2 separate regions of the Gossypium hirsutum genome follow, and region 2 is linked to region 1. A link is a contact called in public Hi-C data. All regions are on one chromosome and are shown on one strand. Each heading gives the region's core, a stretch centred on a gene start, on an enhancer-like site or on the middle of the called end of the contact. The rest is flanking DNA. Distances are from core to core; before and after follow the strand shown. Region 1 has its middle 2.6 kb from the start of TRNAQ-UUG. Region 2 holds the start of LOC107962527 (probable L-ascorbate peroxidase 6, chloroplastic/mitochondrial).

The links. A called contact is a pair of places that touch in the nucleus more often than the background predicts.
Region 2: a contact with region 1 is called in a Hi-C map of leaf, with 1.9 times the contacts expected there. The contact joins the promoter of LOC107962527 here to the enhancer-like site in region 1. A contact is called at or near these places in 10 of 34 Hi-C or Micro-C datasets (anther, callus, leaf and 1 more).

Annotation. Positions count from the first base shown.
Region 1 is chrA06:7,569,824-7,574,341 of Gossypium_hirsutum_v2.1, reverse strand. It overlaps the pseudogene LOC121230377. Among protein-coding and RNA genes, the nearest start is that of TRNAQ-UUG, 2.6 kb to the right of the region's middle. Within about 2 kb of position 2,256, at least 3 of the 9 cell types and tissues checked have an H3K27ac peak or open chromatin away from gene starts, as enhancers often do. A contact at or near this core is called in leaf, where this site is marked.
Region 2 is chrA06:7,790,231-7,794,748 of Gossypium_hirsutum_v2.1, reverse strand. It overlaps LOC107962527 (probable L-ascorbate peroxidase 6, chloroplastic/mitochondrial), which reads left to right and starts at 2,734. Exons shown (of 12, transcript XM_016898945.2): 1 at 2,734-3,113; 2 at 3,225-3,371; 3 at 3,888-4,008; 4 at 4,093-4,193; 5 at 4,273-4,360. The coding sequence starts at 2,949.

The DNA.
Region 1 (4,518 bases), core at 1,007-3,506:
TATCTATGTGGCATGTCACATGTCAATATTTATTAATGGTTACAACAATTTCCATTAACAAGAGGCTCTAGTTGTTTTTTTTATTATTACTAGATGTCCTATAGGATAATTTTTTTAAGGATTTATTTATTTTTTTACTTTTTCTTCTAAGACTTTTTTTATAGATTTAATAAATTTTTTTATTTTTTAATTTCCAACATTTTTATATTTATTACATAATAATTTTCGATTAGGGGTTATATTCATTGTAATTTTTAATTATGAGCTTAATTAATCTTTTGATTATTTTATGATGTTTTTGTTTCATTCAAAACCTTTTTAAAAAAACTATTTTTTATCTTCTTTCTCATTTTTAATAAAATAATAAAATTATTATGACATAATAATATGAGAAGTCATGAAATTCAAATTCAATTCGAGTTTGGGCTAAACAAAATATAATTACAATAGAATACAACTTGATTAACATTTTCTAAGTTCAAATATCATTTAGGTACAAAAAATAAATTAGGTATCAATGAGGCACAAGTTCTTAAGTTGAGAGATTAAAATATTAATGTTGTAAGAATCAACTGTTAAACAAATTAGACCATCAATCCCCAAATAAAAATAAAAAATCAGAAAAATAATAAATAATAATATAAACCCAAACATTCATTTTATAAATTATAATCACAAAATTAAATATTTAAATTAATAAAAATCCTATTCAAATAGTTTTTAATCAATTCAATTATTTTTTTATTAGTTCAATTAATTTTACAATGATTTAATCCTCTCATAATTTTATAATACGAAACCATCGATTTCTTATTTAACCAAATAGTTCAAACTCACAATCATATCAAATATATATATTAATACTTTCAAAATAAAAGGAGACTCACAACAAAATCTCCCCCTATTTTTCTCTCATTTGCAATTCCAAGGCAACTCCTTTTGCTCCTCCTTGCTGACGTTTAGCAACAAGCTCATCGGTCCTTTTGCTTATCCTTGCTCTACACTGCTTTTGCATCTCCGTCCAGTTGCCCAGCAGTTAAGCCCCTGTCGGCATCGTGCCTCATCCTAAACAGGCAAGGTGGTGGTTCCGCCCACTCATTACCTTGCTGCATCGTTGCTTTGCTTATGTCAGTCACACACTTCCCCCTATAATAGTTTGCAATGTCCTTTTTTCTTGAAGGAAGATATATAGTATAAAGAATTTAAATAGAATTTTTTTTTATAACTTGGTTAATTAAATTGGGTGATTACCTATTGAGTTTTATGTACATGGATATGGTAAAAGGACAAGACACTTTGAGCTTGAATTTGATGATGTAAATAGTTTTTTATATATAATTATTACTTTTATATTTTGAGATAATTATAATTATAATTATTTTTATTTTTATTTGTGTTTGAACAAATTTATTTGAAAAAATATAATTTTCTGCAAAAGACTCGTAATGAACAAACATAGTTTTTGGATAATTATTATATTATGGAAAAACATAATTTATGTCATAAATTATGTATTAAGTGACACTTTCTTTAATAAAAAAAAACACATTATGCACATATAAAACTCAATAATGCTATTTTCATTATTCTATTTTTTTGTTGTTTTAAGACTTTTTATATTCTAGAGGCAAAATTAAAACCTAAAGAATAGTCACGCCTCAAGTCTGTATCTTATTTCCCTCAAATTTGTCTTCTTACACCACAAGTTTTTAACAATTCAACTGCTATCCAGCATCCCTCATTTCAAGCACACAAACGCCTCTCCATCTTGCTCCCTTTTTTTTTTTTTTTAATGTCTTTGGACCACTCGGATTTTGGTCTATTAGGTTCCACAAGAACTTAATTTTGTCTAAAATTCTATTACATCTATTGATTCAAGTTAGAGATATTTCTACAATCACGAGAATCTCTTTGCTCCCAATTTTGATAGGGAGGTTTGATTCAAGCAATGAGAGTGCTTTTCTGTGTCATTAGGTTTACTAGTATTTTGGGGCTTTAATGGGCATGGGATCAAACTTTCTCTATTCAATGTAGGTGAGTGAGTCTATAACTTAATGGGCTTTTGGCTGGATAGGACTTGTGTTCCCGTTTTGCTTATACCTTTTCTTTGCTAAATGAAGTTTCCATAAAAAAAAAAAAAAAATAAAAGGCCCACTCATTTCTAGAACTCATTTCTAGAACCTTACACTGCCCAATACCTTGATGCCGAAGAAAAACCCAGAACTCTCCACTTTGCTCCTTTTTTAGCTTAAACTTCATATTCCTACACTTCCGTTCTCATCAATAAAAGGCGAAACCCAGCCCCCGCAAGAGCTTCAATCAAACCCCAGAAGAACACAGGCAAACAATCCTACCTTTCAAAAAAAAAGAAGAGAAGATGTTCTTTTTCTTTGTGGGTGGATTAGAGCAACAAGCAAGACAAGTGCTGAAATCAGGTGTGGGAAGGTGCATAAACTGTGGTTCCAGAGCTGATCTTGTGGAGTATGAGAAAGTATTGAAGCTTTTCTTTGTGCCTGTTTGGAGATGGCCTGGGAAAGACCCACTCTTGCATTGTAACAATTGCAAACTTTTCTTCCCTCAGGATTTGTCTTTTCCACCTCCCAAGATCGATTCTTCATCTGCTGCCGTTTTTGTGACAAGCTTGTTGAGCCCGAGTTCAGGTTCTGCCCCTTTTGTGGCTCTGCTATCTAAAATTTTCCCTTTTGGTGAAGAACCTTGATGGGGTAATAAGGGGTTTAGATTGCTTCTGTATATACTGGATTTTTAGTTTCTTTCTTGTGTAATAAGGTGTTGATTAGTATATCAATAAATTTTATTGATAAAGTATCATACATGTCTGCCCATTCAAACACCAATGATAGGAAAGACACAGGCTCATATAAATGCTTAATGCCACTGACATGGTCTCGTTGCTCAAGTCTTGAAAGACAATACAAAAGCAAAAACTGACCATATTCTTGAAGAATTTTCAAGTTTAGCTGCTTTCAAAAGGTTAGTCATAAGCACTATCACGAGAATGGTCTATCATAGCTACCAAATGTTGTCAGAAAGTCATTTGGTTATGTAGCCAAGGGGGGTTTCAATTTTCAACTAGGTTTTTAGCTACTCAAGCCCGCTAATCCACTACCCAAATAATGGAAAAATGAGACATGCCTCCGTGACAACATTCTATATAATAATCTTGTTGTCGTTGTTGATGAAAGGTAAAAGCATACATGAACCTGGTGAAGATGTGTTGTGCACTCTTTGGTACTTTCCCAGGCTTTGATATCCCGACGTCAACAGTACCAAACCCGGTGGTCGAAATTCCATATCAATAGGATAAGGGTCCCAGTATCCTTGGAGCCTTGATGACGGTGTATAGAACTTAACCAAACTGAGATGTTCGAATACCAATAAGGAAGATACTGTTTTAACACAATGACTTCATCTTCACATTGTGCAATCGCGTTGATGGCAATTTTAAACATTTTCCATCTGATGTGTATTCCCACTCTGACACATGTTCTTGAAACATTTTTTTACAACTGGTTAAACACATTGATGGACTGGATATCAGTGAAAGCATATCTAGTGTGTAAACCATTCATCAATATATGTCTTTCCTTTTCAGAAAAATACGATACCGAGTGGCTGTAAACTTCCTCAAATCTTACTAATGGTGGTAGGGACATTGGATATGACCTTTCACTGAACCAAGGTGCAGAGGACATGCTCTATGTGCACAGGTGTTCTGGAAAACTTCTTGATTTGCCAATGTTTCCACAAAAAATAACCCATGGCTCGAAGCAATCAATTTGAATCCGAACGTATTGTGGTTGTTCTTTTTTTACTATTATCATTACTATGATGCTTATGGTAATTAATTCAAGTCTGACCCAGAATCATTGGATTTTTCTGTAATCCTTGTTGCATGCTTCTCATAGTAGAAATTATAAGAATCACAGTTTATCTACCTCGCAGTTCCATTAACCTCTAATTTTGGCTACTTGTATGTCAGCTTCTGCAAGTTCTCCTTGCAATTCTGTGAGCTCCTTCTTCATGGTGCCCATAGACTTGAATTCACGAGCCAAAGTATTCAACACTTCCACTGCCTACAAGCACATCCAACAAGCTAACGCAAATAAAAGCTTCCCAAAAGATTAATAGGTAAAGAGATAAACATCGAGATTGAAAAAGACCTTTTAACCTTTTCACGAAGAAGCATGATTGTGAGCAAATCTTGTCCAGCCCACCCGTCACGGTACTGAATATCATATTTGGCCACTTCCAATGCCTGGCACCCCAAAGCCCCATCTAACGCCCTGAAACTGCACCAATCTCTTAATGAAGCCATAAAATCAAGTACCCATATCACTCAAGCAAACAAAGAAGAATATTTTCCAAGGTTGAAATGAAAGCTACCCAAAGACTAAATTATTAAGGTAAGAAAGTGTGCACACAAATTTAGCTGAAACATTATACATTTATTTGGTCTAAAGCTTAATTTTCAGCAGTGAATGCAAGTGCCAATATGCG
Region 2 (4,518 bases), core at 1,485-3,984, 220 kb before region 1:
TAAAAGGAATTAAATTATTGATTTATCTCTTTATTAATTAAATTAAATAAAAATAAAAATAAAAAGTAAAGACATATGATAAATTCTATTGGTCTAAAATTTCTCACTCTACAAATGCCCCTTAAAACTTGGTTATATACACAACTTTTGTTGAGTGTAAAAAGTGGACAAGACAATTCTAACCTCATTTCACCTCAAAACAACTTCAAATATTGCAAATCTAAGTTTAAACCTCGAAATTGAAAAGTTTCAATCTTCACAAGATCTTTTCCATTTCAAAGTTTGTGCTTTTACACAACCCCAAATTCGCCTTCACTATTGGGATTTGAGAGATAAGCCTTGAAATTGACCCCAACCCAAAAATTAAGCGTAATTATTTGCCATGTTATTTCTCTTGGCAATTGCAGAGTTAGAAGGTTGGTAATGGCCTTAATTCGCTTTAAATTGAATTTTTTTTCATTTAGATTCTTTATAATTTATAAAATTTTAAATTAATAATGGTAAATTTACATTTTGATCCTCCAAAATAATAAAAGTATAATTTAATTCTTTAAAAATTATAAAGATATATATTATTAAAATGATAAAATTATATTTTTATTATCGTAAAAATATATAATTTAATTCCAATCCTCCTTAAATTTTTTTTTGACTACGCCAGTGTCTCTTAATTGAAAAATATATTTTAGCTTTGTTACAGATGGGGATAAAAGTTGTTAGTGTTTTTACTCTATCTAGTGATACTAGTTTCTTTCAGAAACCTTGGAAAATAAAATATTTTGTTGATTTGAATGTGGTTATGCAAATGTCTCCTTCTAAAATAAAAGAAATTATATAGACTTAAAGGTGTAAAAACCCTCAAATTAAAAAAAAACAATTAAGTCCCTACTTTTGTTTTTTCATTTACTTGGGTACTTGAACTTTCACAATGCATCAAAAAGACCTTCAAACGTTTTTAAAAAAATAGTAGTTAAGCTATGATTTTTTTTACACTCAATTGGGTACTTGAACTTTTAGAATGCATAAAAAAGGCACTAAAACTTTTTCAAAAAAAGTAATTAAACCCATGTTTTTTTTTTCACTAAATTGGATACTTAAATCGCCCCTAATTTTTTTCAATTAAAGCCATCATGTGTCACAACCATAGTGTGACATGTGGAAAAAAATGATAAAAAATAAAAATCAATAAAAGTTATAAAAATGATTAAATTTAATAAAAAATATTTAAAAATTAAAAATTAGAAAAAAATTATAAAAAAATTGTAAAATTTTATAAAAATCATAAAAAATTATAAAATATATAGAAATATAGAAAAAATATATAAAATTTTGTAAAATCGTAAGAAAATTATAAAAAAATGTAAAGAAATTTAAAATTTGTAAAGAAATATAAAAAATTATCGTACTAAAAGAAGCATTTTATAATTTTTCTATAACTTTATTGATTTTTATTTTTTATCATTTTTTGTCATATGTCACATTGTGTTGCGACATATGATGACTTCAACTGGAAAAAAAACTGGGGGTCATTCACTTTAATGGTCAACAGTTAAAGTTAATGGTTAAAGGGCCTTTTTGATGCATTTTATAATTTTTTTATGATTTTTATAAAATTTTACAATTTTTTCTAATTTGTAAATATTTTTATTAAAATTTAATAATTTGTATAAGTTTTATTGATTTTTATTTTTTTATATTTTTTTGCCACATGTCACGCCATAGTTGTGACACAAGATGACATTAACTGAAAAAAATGAGGGACAGCTATTCTTTAATGATCAACTGTTAAAGTTAATGGACGAATGACATTTTTTGTTGAATTTTATTTATATTTAAATAAAAATTTTAATTAGGAAGGAGATAAACTTGATTGACAATTTTTTTAGCTTTAAAATAAAAAGGTGGGTGTCTTGGAAAATTTAAATTTAAATTTAGAAGAAAATTAAGAAAAGAAACGAAAAACAAATTAAAAATGAAATTGATAAATTTAAATTTATAAGAAAAATAATCTATTGAATCTTAGTTTGATTAGCATAGGCATTGTTGCTAATGCAGGAGGATGAGTCTGAGTACGCTAAAGTGCATTGTTCTTCTATTTATGGATTGGAGAGGAGTTATGAGTAATTTTAGGCATAGTATAAAAAAATAGTTTATATGAAATTTTTGTCATTACCCTTTAACGTTTTGGCCACTCAGCTTCAAAAAGTTACAAAATGGTCACTAAATTATTCAAAAATTTTCATTTTAAGTTATTGAACTATTCAAAATTTTTTATTTAAGTAACTGGGCTGATAAGTTTCTTTTTTAAAAAAAAATTCGATTAGCAAGCTCTAAACGACAATTTGATGATTGATATAGTGGATTGACACTCATCGACGAGTAGAACATACTTTAGATTCAAGTTAATTTGATGATCAGTGTCGGAGATTGGATAATACAGCTGTTTAGATTTTGGTTTGCAGATTCGTAACTTTCAAATTTGTTTTATGAAAAAAATTGAGCTAGAGAAGAGAAAGGGAATAGGAGTTTTTGATTAATGTAAGTCGTGTGAGCAGAAAAAGCCATGCAACAATGATTTTAACAGTCTAATGACTTAAATGAAACTTTTGGATAATTCAATGACTATTTTGTATCCTTTTAAAGTTAAATAACTAAAACATAAATTTACTAATAATTTAATGATTTGGATGTAATTTTCCATAGTTTTTAATGCATCGGATGTTACCAAAACCGTTTGGAGAGCAATTTTTTTTTTTTTGGATTTGGGGGCTTGCTATTGGTCCAAAATAACGACTTCTTAATCCAAAACAATTGGAGACAAAGCGCAGAGCCAAATGGCACAGCCATTATCACAGATCAGCTGAAAGTGAAAACTATTACTGAAAAGCTCCTAACTGTCGTTCGCCGTCGCGCACAACCTCCTCAACCACCGCAGCTTCCGTCGGCCAATGACTTCGTCTCTAGGCACCACCGCCTCTTCTCGAATCTTAGCATCTTCCTCCCCCGGAGTTCGACTTTCTCTCCATCCCCCCACCTCTTTTTCTCTCCTTTCTTTCTCTTCCTCTTTTAAGCCCTTCGCTTTCTCTCCATCTTCTCATTTCTCTTCCCACCAGGTTAATTCCTCCTTTCACATTTCCTAGTTCTTTCTTTCTTTTTATTTTTTTATTTTTTATATAAATGTTCTTATTCTTTTTAGTTAATTTTGTTTTTTGTTCATAAAATAGAGGAGATCGGCAGTTAATGTGTCGAGTAGCAGAGGATTCGGCACAGTTGCAAGTCCGAAATGTGCAGCTTCGAATCCTGATCAGTTGAAGAGTGCTAGAGAAGATCTCAAGCAACTTCTCAACTCTCAGTTCTGCCATCCTATTCTGGTATTAATGTCTTAATTCTTGTTCTTTCTTTCTTGGGAATAATGTCGCTATGCTCTTTGAGTTTTTAGCATAGAAGAAAGATTTCTCGGTATATTGCGAATAAATGTTTGAATTTAATGAATTTTATTTCATATTTGAAGAAATGAAGTACTTATTAGTAGTTTAGGTAGAGCATTAAGGGTGGTTTCAGTTTAAGCAGCATTAATAATATGTAGAGTGAAAGGATGAAAAGAGAAAGGTGGAGAAGTTAAAAAAAAAAAAAAAGAATTTTGAGTATGTTAGGTAGAAAAGTAAAGCCATGAGCAAGAAAACATGAGGGTGATTATTTTTCACTCTAATACATAGAAACAAATAATTTCAAATTCCAATGCCAAGAGGAGAGAAAAACTGAGAGTCAGTGAGTGTGCATATTTACAAGATCATTTTCTTTTAAAACATGTATATTGTACTTAGTTTTAGCCGAGGATAAACGATGTTTATTTTCATATACTTGAAATTTGATTTTATAAACTTCAGGTTCGCCTAGGATGGCATGATGCTGGTACCTACAACAAGAACATTGAGGAATGGCCACAAAGGGGTGGAGCGAATGGAAGTCTTAGGTTTGAAGTAGAGCTAAAACATGCCGCCAATGCTGGTAACATGTTCTTTGTCTACTTATACAATGTAATTAGTTAGTTGGTAATTGGTAGCACTGTTGTCTCATTATCTTTTGTTTCAGGCCTAGTGAATGCATTGAGTCTTATTCAGCCTATCAAGGACAAGTACTCTGATGTAACTTTTGCTGATTTGTTCCAGTTGGCTAGTGCTACTGCTATTGAGGTCTTACTTGCTGTTACTCTTGAATGTATATCTTTTTGATTGATTTTGTAGTTGTACTAAGAATCGACATGTAATTCAGGAGGCTGGAGGACCCAAAATTCCCATGAAATATGGAAGGGTGGATGTCTCCGGTCCTAATGAGTGTCCTGAGGAGGGCAGGCTACCTGGCAAGTGAACCTTATAATGGTGCATGATTGTTCATGTCAATTTAAATTGTGGGGAGATTCCTAAATTAAGAAATGTAACTGGAAACTTGAGGCATACAATCCATTGGCAAGCTGGGCTGCTAACTGGCTTGAATGATTGGACAATGAATTGAACGTGT